2 separate regions of the Mus musculus genome follow, and region 1 is linked to region 2. Evidence: chromatin contacts called from public HiChIP or PLAC-seq data. All regions are on one chromosome and are shown on one strand. The core of a region is the stretch at or near the end of the contact, and the rest is flanking DNA. Distances in the headings are between cores, read along the strand shown.

The links. HiChIP or PLAC-seq counts read pairs in DNA pulled down with a chosen protein or histone mark.
Region 1: a FOXA1 HiChIP or PLAC-seq map of pancreatic cancer cells shows a contact between it and region 2. The contact joins the enhancer-like site here to the promoter of Mesd in region 2. A contact is called at or near these places in 2 of 484 Hi-C or Micro-C datasets (the NIH/3T3 cell line and embryonic stem cells), 9 of 115 datasets of contacts at active chromatin or transcription factors (the 230-238 cell line, embryonic stem cells, epiblast stem cells and 5 more) and 2 of 9 other capture datasets (liver and pancreatic islet).

The regions. Positions count from the first base shown.
Region 1 is chr7:84,097,204-84,102,715 of GRCm38.p6, reverse strand. No RefSeq gene overlaps it. Among named protein-coding and RNA genes, the nearest start is that of Cemip, 13 kb to the right of the region's middle. Within about 2 kb of position 2,110, at least 6 of the 459 cell types and tissues checked have an H3K27ac peak or open chromatin away from gene starts, as enhancers often do. A contact at or near this core is called in pancreatic cancer cells, where this site is marked.
Region 2 is chr7:83,890,974-83,896,064 of GRCm38.p6, reverse strand. It overlaps Mesd (mesoderm development LRP chaperone), which reads right to left and starts at 3,799. Exons shown (of 3, transcript NM_023403.4): 1 at 3,590-3,799; 2 at 303-535. The coding sequence starts at 3,775.

The sequences.
Region 1 (5,512 bases), core at 861-3,360, 210 kb before region 2:
GGCCAAGCATATTCAAACCACTACATATAGTCATCAAGGAAGCTGTTCTATCCTCTCTCCCTCTCTCCCTCTCTCCCTCTCTCCCTCTCTCCCTCTCTCCCTCTCTCCCTCTCTCCCTCTCTCCCCTCTCTCCCTCTCTCCCTCTCTCCCTCTCTCCCTCTCTCCCTCTGTGTGTGTGTGTATGTGTGTGTATCTATGTCCTTATCTGGTTTGGTTTCAAAGTGATACCAGCTTCCTAGCACCACTTTCAGAGCATCCCTTCCACTGCTGTTTTATGGACCTGTTGGAGACATATTGGTATTGATCCTTTGTTGAAGGTCTATAGCATCCAGAGTGATTCTGCTCAGTTTTGGGCTATCATTTTATTTATTTTATTTTTGTTTGAACACTTTCTATTACTGCGTCAATCTCATTTCTCATTATTAATCTGTTTAAGTTGTTTGTATCCTCTTGACTCAATTTTCATAAATCACTTCTGTCTAGAAACTTAGGTTTTTTTTCAAAATTTCAAGTTTATTCAGTGCATGTTTTCAGAATATTCCCCAATGAATCTTTGAATTTCAGTTGTATTTTCTGTGATTGTTCTTGTTCCTCTCATCACAAATTATATTAATCTCTCTCTCTCTCTCTCTCTCTCTCTCTCTCTCTCTCTCTCTCTCTCTGTCAGTTTCACCAAGGGCTTACCAGTCTTGTTAATCTTTTCAAGTAACCAATTCATGTTTCACTGATCCTTGCATTAATTTTTTAGTCACGTTTTATTGTGTGTCAGTTAGCTTTCCATTGCTGTAACAACATCTCAGATAAGCCACCCCAAAAGAGAAATAATTTCAATTTAGTTATAATTTAGTTTTGATCTAGCTTTGGAGATTACAATCCACATTCATTGGCTCCATGCTTTTTGTTTATGTGGTGTGGAAGATCGTTACAGGAGTATGTGACAAATCAGGAAAACGATGAGGAATGCAGTGGAGTCCCATAATTCCCTTAGAAGTCACCCTTTAGTGGCCTAATCTCTCACTATACACCACCTCTCAAAGGTCTTGAATATGTCCTGGTAGCACCAAGGTGAGGGCCAAGTCATTAACATGAATAGAACTTGAAATGAGATGAACAAGAGCCATTTTTACAGATACTACTGAAATCCAGGGGATCCTTGGGGACTATTCTGTAAGCATACACTGAATAAATTTGAAATTTAGAAGAAATGGCTAAGTTTCTAGACGTAGCACATGGGCTTTGGGGATGCATTCCAGATCCAGACTGCAGCCCCTATTAATTCATGTAGCTATAGCACATGAGTATTTGTTGCTATTCTATGAATATATTCCAATTTATGCTATGGATGAACAATGGGCATTTCATTTGAATTCCATGTTTTTCTTATATTTTTGGTTGTGAGCCTAGCCTTTAATGGCTGAGCCATCTCTCCAGTCCCAGTTTTTTTTCTTAACAAACAGGTTTTGCACATCTCATGATTTAAGACTTCTTCCTGATGGTCCTTAATCTTACTAATGTGTTGAAATTCCCAAGCTGCATTTAACTATGTTGGTGCCTGAATCCTCACCCTCACAGATTCTGATTTTGTTACAGTCTCAGAGTTTACTGCTGTGAGGCGACTCTTGTAAGGACAACATTTAATTGGGGATGGCTTACAGGTTCGGAGGCTCAATCCATTATCATGGTGGGAACATGGCAGTGTCCAGACAGGCATGGTGCAGGAGGAGCTGAGTGTTCTACATCTTCATCTGAAGGCTGCTAGCAGATACTGACTTCCAGGCAGCTAGGACAGGGGTACTAAAGCTCTCGACCACAGTGACTCACCTACTCCCACATGGCCACACTTCCTAATAGTGCCACTCCCTGGGCCAAGCATATGCAAACTATCACAGTTGCTCTGGGCATGTGGACTTTTAAACAAAATACCTCCAGATTCCCAGGTGGGCATGTAAAAGTGAAAAAGCTGCCCTAAAAAGGGTTCCTCGTCTCCATGTGCACTCCCATTATGCAGATTTTGACTTAGTACATCCATGATGATTTGAGACTACACATTTCATAGAATCTCCCAGATGATATTGGTCCACTGCCAAGGGTGGAGTACAGCTGAGTCTTAGGGATGTGCCTTCAGCCCCACTAGAACTATGCCAACTCATTTTTGAAAGCCAGGGTGCAATGTCTCCTCTCCACATTGGATTAGAGTTCTAGACTTCACCACTTGTATCTGACTTGGTGTATTTTGCCTAAATATTAAATATTATATCCCTGATCATTCAAGAGATAAGAATATTTCGAAATCACACGGGACATTTGACAATTTTCTATTGAGAGGGAAGGTATCCTTTGGGCTCAGGACCCCAAAGACCAAGTTGTCAGACTAAGTTCTCAGTACAAAGGAGATGTCTTTGCCCAGAGGGACAGAGGACAGGGATAAGGGACAAAGACAGGAGGTAGAGGATGAGAGAGAAGGAGAAGGGAACAAGAAAGAGGGGTAAGGGGCATTTGTCCTAAAGTGGGTCAAAGGACTGCCTCTGGTTAGAGAGGAGACAGATGTGGTCATTAGGAAAATGCTAGTTTATAAGGGTAAGGGTACATGGGGAAACCCTGTGTTAGGATGAGGTGTTTGATTCTAACTGGCATGTTAACTAGGTGAGCCAAAGGAGACTTTTGATTGCTGGACTTTAATACTTAAAGAGCTGAACCTTGGTAGTTAGCCTCAGGAGGAGGAAGTGGCCAAATAAGGGAATAGGGATTTTGGGGGCTACCTTCAAGAATGTAATCTTCAGATTTTAGCAAGGGAGAGGGAATCAGGGAGAAGGGCAGGCCTGCCAGAGCTATGCTTGCCACACTCAAGCTGGCTAAAATCCCTTCGTACACAGGGAAATTGTCTGTCTGAGGCCCGTGCCTAGTCACCTGGTAGCTTCTGTATTCTTTTTTCATAGTAATTCCTCATTGACTCTAGGTACAACTCCTTTATTTAGTATATGCAAATATACTCACTCAGTTGTCCATCAAAGACAATGCTCTTTGCAAGCACCATGCCTCAGGCGTCTCCGTTGTCACACTAGGCCCTGGTTAGGAAGGGTCCTTGTGAGGTGCACTTAGACCCCTCCTGTGCCCCAGGTTCTCAAGCAGCTTAAGAAAATCTCAGGCAATGGATAGATTGATGAGACTAAGGGCGTATTCTTCAAGCCACATGTTGTCTGTCATTTTAGAGGTGACTTCTGCCCCTTTCAGTAAAAACCCCAGGCTGTTTCTTAGAACCAAGACTACCTGACATATAACTAATGTATAGAAAATGTATAATACAGTCTTTTAAATATTTTTTTATTTTATATGCATGAGTGTTTCTGCCTGCATGTTTGTCTATGCACCATGTGCATATTATTACCTGCCAGAAGTCAGAAGAGGACATAAGAATCTCTAGAACTAGACTTACAGGTGCTTTGTGAATGGCTGTGTGGGCACTGGGATTCAAACCCAGATCCTCTAGAAGAGCAGCCAATGTTCTTAAGCCTTCTTCTCTCCCACTCCATATATAATCTTTTAATCAGATCTTAGAGTGATTGACATACCAGGTTCAGCATTTTGCCTCTGACTCAGAGAACACATTCTGACACTCTTGTTCTGGGGGTTCAGTGATGTCTTAGTCAGGGTTTCTATTACTGCACAAACATCATGACCAAGAAGCAAGTTGGGGAGGAAAGGGTTTATTCAGCTTACACTTCCATGTAGCTGTTCATCACCAAAGGAAGTCAGGACTGGAACTCAAGCAGGTCAGGAAGCAGGAGCTGATGCAGAGGCCATGGAGGGATGTTTCTTACTGGCTTGCTTCCCTGGTTTGCTCAGCCTGCTTTCTTATAGAACCCAGGACTACCAGCCCAGGGATGGCACCACCCACAATGGGCTGGGCCCTCTCACCCTTGATCATTAATTGAGAAAATGCCTTGGCCAGACGTGGTGGTGCACGCCTTTAATCCCAGCACTTGGGAGGCAGAGTTCGAGGCCAGCCTGGTCTACAGAGTGAGTTCCAGAACAGCCAGGACTACACAGAGAAACCCTGTCTCGAAAACAAACAAACAAACAAACAAAACAAAACCCAAAACAAAAGAGAAAATGCCTTACAGCTGGATCTCATGGAGACATTTCCTCAAGGGAGGCTCCTTTCTCTGTGATCACTCCAGCTGTGTCAAGTTGACACACAAAACCAGCCAGTACAAGCGATGAACAATTTACACATTCTTTTGGATCTTATTCTGATAGAAAAATGATAATAAACAATGGAAAAATCAAAATCCAATGTTGAGTGTGATATGCACAATGAACAGAACACTGGGAAGAGAGGAAGGCATCCCATCTTTTAGCATCTGAGGACAGAGCAGTGGATTGACAGGTGTGTATGCAGTCTGTTACCTCAATTAGCATTTCAGTCCCCACCCTGCAGCCAGCTGTCTGTGGAAGGCATGCTTTTTAACCTCTCTGTGGTGTTCTTCCTTTGGTAAGCAACTTAGAATAGCACTATCTTCCATCTATCTGAAAGCTAAGAATGTCTTCAGACAGCATCTGGGAGCAGTGGCAGAGAGCTTCCGGCTTTGCTCTAACCCACCTCTTGGATGTTCCTGCCATGGCATTTGAAAAGTATCCTGACTACAGTTTTGTTTTGTTCTGTAACTATAAAACTACATTACACTCTTTGAACATTAGAACATGACATGGTAGGCAGCCCGAATCTCTGTTCTTGGGCCACAGTCACTTACATGTGGCTTAAGAATAACCTGCTTCGTATCTTCTTTGAGGGGAGAGTTTGAAGCGAGATGGACCTTCCCCAGCAGAATCACTAACCTAGGCAAGTCCTTTGAAGTACTTGGTCTGGGAATTCCCTAGTATGAATGAGATGGACCACAATTCCAAGAGAGAAGATGGGATGATAAAGAGGATAGGAGGAAGAAGTAACTGCAGCATCCTAGAACCCACTTCTCTGACCACAGTATGTAGATGGAAAATATCACACTGTCACCTCCAGCAGCCTTGCCATCACGGAGTCTGAAAAGCCCTCCAGAGCCTCACCTCGGGGACTCAGATCCACCTGGTGCCTTGAGAACCCACAGAAAAGAATTTTAGGTCAAGTCAGAGTGAAGCAAAGTCAGCAAGTTTGTTGGTTATTGGAAAGGACAGCTGCACTTTCAAGGAGTCCAGGGCTGATGTCGGGAGGAACCTATCTAATAAGTGCTTCCTTCAGAAACGGCTTTTGAAGTTTTGTTGTTTAAAGGAGGTAACATAATAAAGGCTGATGGAGAGAAGTAATATGTTGATTTGCTTATTTCAGCACAAGAAGGCTTTAAACAAGTATTTTATTTATTTATCGAGAGTGGGTATGGAGGTTAGAGAACTACTTGCAGGAGTTAGGCTTCTCTTCTCCTTCCGCCACGTAGGACTCAAGGATTGAACCAAGATCACCAGCCTTGGCAACAGTTGCTGTTTTCCACTGAACCATTTTTTGAGCCCATGGGAACGTTTT
Region 2 (5,091 bases), core at 2,550-5,049:
GCCAATAAACAAACAAGTAAACCAATGTTTCAAGAAAAAAAAATTAAATAAAAGGATTCATAGACAGGAAAGGCCCAAGGTCCTTGGAAAGACTGCCAAAACAGACACCCTGCTTCAGCCCCAGCACACATCCAGGTGATGTGGCCAAAGCTGCAATCCCAGTGCTAGAGGCAGAGGTGAGAGGATCTTTTTAAGTGTGAGGAGTGAGGCCATCTGGACTAAATGGCCAGAGCTATAGTGAAAAATCAAATATAAACCCCAAATGCCCACAAAAATGACCTACTATAGCTTGGGGTCTTTACCTCTGAACGTCATAGTTGGCGTTGAACAGGCTACCCTGCCACAGGCTGGTGATCTCCTCTGTCTCCTTCTCGGTGGGGTTCCCAGACACGGTGACAAACATCATCAGAGTCTTCCCTTTCTTTGTCATTTTCAAGATGCTCTCAGGTTTGCCTGGGTCTAGCTTTGAGAAGTCGATAGGTGCTGAGGGTCTCTTGTGTTCTGGAAGGTCTCCTTCTTCTATGTCATCATCTTTCTGTCAGGAGAGAGGGAGCATTAACCTGTCATCAGAGACGCTCTCTGCACTTGCACAGGTTCTGCCCAGGATGTCAGACGCAGGGGCACACCACCAAACTACTACACAAACAAAATGTCCAAGGATATCCCCCTTGACAATACTTAGGGGTCCTGCATCACATAGGTTTCCATAATGTTCCTATTCCCAATTTAATCTCAATTTAGATTATAAAAACAGCCACATTCTGGTGTGGTTATAGATGCTACCTAGCAATGAAAATCAAATACACATACAACAGATCTCAAATACAAGTATAACGGCTGAGGGTTGTACTCTCAGTGACTCCCAGTGATCTCAAGGAGAAAGTGAGAATTCAAGGCCAACTTAAGCAATTTAGCAAGACCTTACCTACAAACACGCCTGGAGATATGGCTTAGTGGTAGAGTACATGTCATTCAGGATGAGGCCTTGAGGTAAATTGCCAACACCACTAAGGCAATTTTCTTTTGTTAAAATAACAGGTGCCAGGCATAAAAGAAAGACATATTATACAATCCCATTTATTTAAGGTATCAAGAACAAGTAAAAATAATGTGGGGGGACAGGAATTAGAACACTGATTGCTTCTGGGAGGATATGAGATGGGTCTGACTGAGAAAGAACACAAAGGAACCTTTCGGTGTGATGGTCTGTGATCCCAGGACTCACTCCGTTCTGTATTTCAATAAAGTGTAGGTTATCAGAGACAGAGGTCATGTCTAGCAACCCCAGGGTCCTGAGTCCTTGCTTCCAGCAGAGCAAAACAAACAAACTCCTCATGTTGCATCCTTAAAACCCACAATTCACTGCATGCAAATGTTCAACCCCCATACTTCTTCTATGTAGTGGTGTGTCCTAGCAATCCTGAAAACACCTGTGAATTTTAGGAAGGAGCAAAAGTGTACACATGCGAAGGATGACTATAGCAGATTCCTCACTTGGGGAAAAATGCCACATGGAAGCAGGAAGAGAGCACCCTGTGGGTACAGGCTGGAAATGCAGGCACATTGATTTGAGAGGTACCTGGATGAGTGGGTAGATAAAAATATTAAGACAGAGGTTTCTTGAAGAAAAGACTAGTCACCCTATGGAAAACAAAAAGTGAAGCCTTAAATATCTTTTTTGCCTCAGCAAGAATCACTCATATAACAAGTCAGAATGCCATGGACAACAACCTGAAGCAGTTCTAGGGCCAAATCTGGAATAATATGAACATCAAAATAGTAGTGAGGATTTATAATTCTCTAAGTCCATATTAACATAAAGAAAGAAAAAGAATATCAGTAGAATATCAATAAATAGTTAATAAATGGAATAACTAATAAATGGAAGAACGTACACAACAGACAGAAATAAATAATCCCCAAAGGGGATGGTAAGTTGGCTTGGTGGGCAAGGCGCTTGCCTTGGCAGATATGATGACCTGAGTTTAATCCCCAGGGCCCACATGGTAGAAGGAAAGAAATGACCAACTACATCCAACTTGTTCTTGGACCTTCATATGCATGCTGAGGTACATATATAGGCACAGAGATCTCTACTAGACCACATTCACAAGTGTGTTTGTATTAAATGCAGGGAATGTTATTCTGTTGGTCTCTGCTGTTCAGCTCAGTACACATCTCTCTAATAGACTAGAATACTCTCCTGTCCTGTCTAAAATCAAACCTGCTCCCTGTTGCCCTCTGACATTCCCACACAACACTTCCTCTTTATAAGATCCAACCATTTCTGTTTCTGTTTACGAGGGTTATTTCCTACCCCCTTGTTCTGACAGATGTCTTGCTCATCTCTGTGACCTCCTCTTCCTCGGGGTCTGAGCACTGTCCATGGCTAGGCCTCTCACAAGGCAAGGTTCACTTTAGCAGGTTAAAAGGCATTATTTACTAGAGTCCAAAAAGGACAGTTGGAAATTGAAAGGAGTCATACCCACTCAAATCTACTCCAAATTTTCTTTCCAGAATCTCACAGTGGAGCCCAAACCAGTTTGAAATTTACTATGTAGCCCAGGTTTAACTAAGGCTAGCCTCCTCCACTAGTCTCTTAAGTGCTGGAATTACAACCTTGCACTACCATGGCCCCACTACTCCAATTCTTCTGTTGGGTACAGAGAACAACAACAGGAGTCCCCCCTTTTTAAGTCAAATCCAACAGGTGGATATTTTAAATGTATGCCCAAAAGTCTTACCTCCTTCCAACAATATAGTTAGCCACAAGTTAAAAAAAAAATCAGCATTGGAAACAAACTCTGAAAAGTTCTCTGGCAGAGAACCTTACACAGTGAATATAGCTATGTGTGTGATTCCTTTCCATCAGCTGTGCCAATCAAATACGACAGTACAATCAAGGGCTGCAGTGTACTTTTGATCAGGAATCCCTCCTTAGAACCTTTTGCATACCCCAAATGCAATCAAGTAACAGACCAGAATTCGGCCTCTCACAAAACAAGTCCACTACTCCCATCAATGAAAAACCTGAGTTGCATATGAGATATGCCTTAGTTCCCTTTACCAGTAAAATAAACCCACCCAAGAAATTACAAAAGCCCCAGCAGGAATATACACCAAAAGAAGTCGGAAACCCTCTATATTTGGAAAGATCTCTATCAAAGCTAAAAAAAAGTTGAGAGACCACCTTTAGAACCCATTCACTCCAGAACAGGAGGAGGAAGGAGGGAATGCTCTTCAGGAGCGCTCGCTCCCTGTTCGCGGCTCACAAACCACCAAGATCAATGTAGAGACCCCTGCGACATAGCAAGGAAAGTAGGGCTTGACTGGTGAGAGTCCAAGTGCTGACTGGAGTGGCTGAGGAGCCATGATAGCGAAAGACACTGGGCGAGAGGCCTGAGCCGTGGTGGAATGAAGAGAGACGCGGGAGTCAACGGGTACTGGGAGACATTTCAAGAAAGACCCTCAGAGGGCAGCGAGCGGGATCAGGGGACAAAAGTCAGAAGGTCAAATGTCCGAGAGGGTAAGGGTTAGGAGAAAAGGGATCTGTATGGGAGATGCTCAGAAGTGTGCAGGCGACACAGACCTCCCACTGCTCCAGAAGTCGCGCCATGTCGGCATCGTTGTAATCGCGGATGTCCTTCTTTTTCCGTGGAGGTGGGGTGGCCTCGCCCGGAGTGTCCGCCGCGTAGGCATTAGGAGGAGGGAGCAACAGAAGGTCCGAGGCACACAGAAACAGTAGAACCGCGCGCAGCCACCTGGAGGCAGCCATGTTAGCAGCCTAGCGTAACGGACTGCCCAGCGTAAGGCACAATGAGCCTGCGCAGACAGCGTGCGGAGTCCGGACGCCGGGGCCTCGCCCCCACCCCGCCCCCGGCCTTCCAATCCAGTCCCTAAGCGTGTTCTGCGCAGAACTAAACCCAGTACTTGACCCCGTCCCACCCTCGCGGACTCAAGTCCCAATGGCTCCGCCTCCGAGGAGTCCGTAGCCTACCGCACCCCGCCTCGTTCTGGTTCCTCCTGTCCGGACCTCATCCGGTAGCTCCGACCCCCTTGGCTCCGCCCACAACTGCATTCCCTTGGGGCTCCCAACCTCAGGCTCCTCCCCGTCATCGAGCCTTTCACCACTTGACTCCACCCCTCAGCCACGGTCTCCTGACTCCGCCCCTAGGGTACCGCCTCCTCACCAGACTCCGCCCCATAGCTCTGGGAGCTCACCTGGCTGGGGACCAAGGGTTCTTCCTCCTGGTTCCTCCCCTTGCCAGGCTCCGCCCCGCGAGCTCCGCCCCTTGGCCTGGCCAAACAATCTACTCTAGCTGGGTCCTGCCCAACTGTGCTTTCTCCACTATTTGGGGGTTTTGTTAGAAGTCAGCCCTTTTGTCTCTCATTCTCTAGCCAGGGTCTGAAAGTTCCCTCAGGGTTTCAGTGACAGAGTCCTCGAAGCCTATGAAATGAATGAGTTGGAAGATATGCAAACTACCTTGACCCTGAGGCCCTTTTCAGGGTGTTGACATTCAACTACGCTCCCTAGTAATTTCTAGCAAGAACAAACCGCCTGCTGAAAAGCTAAGGACAGCTAGGGCAACTTTTCTCGAAGACTGTAATTATAGGGTCTATTGTTATTCTGCTCCACGGATGATTTTCGACCCACCATTCTTTCAATATCACTGTCAATTAAACTGGAAAAAAAAACCCATTTAATTGATAACCATTTTTATTGTTTAAAATAGTTCCTGTCTCTTCTGATTTTCATCTACCACTGTGGCTTTAACCTATAGGACAAAACCACCCTAATTTTATTTTCTATTTTACAAGATTTTGACCACTAAGATCTTCAAAATTAAAATACTTGGGGTCAGAGATACTTTAAAGTTTCCTAAGCTTTAAGTGGCAGATCTGATTTCTTTAAAATTTCAAATTATATCATAAGACATGAAACCTTGGTGTAGTTGGAAAATATTCAAAAACTATACCTTAAGTACTGACCCCAAAGTGCCACATAATGCATACAATTTATTTCTATATTTACAAATGTATCTCAAGAATGGGTTTTCAATGTTTATATCAGCATACTGTGTTAATTACTAA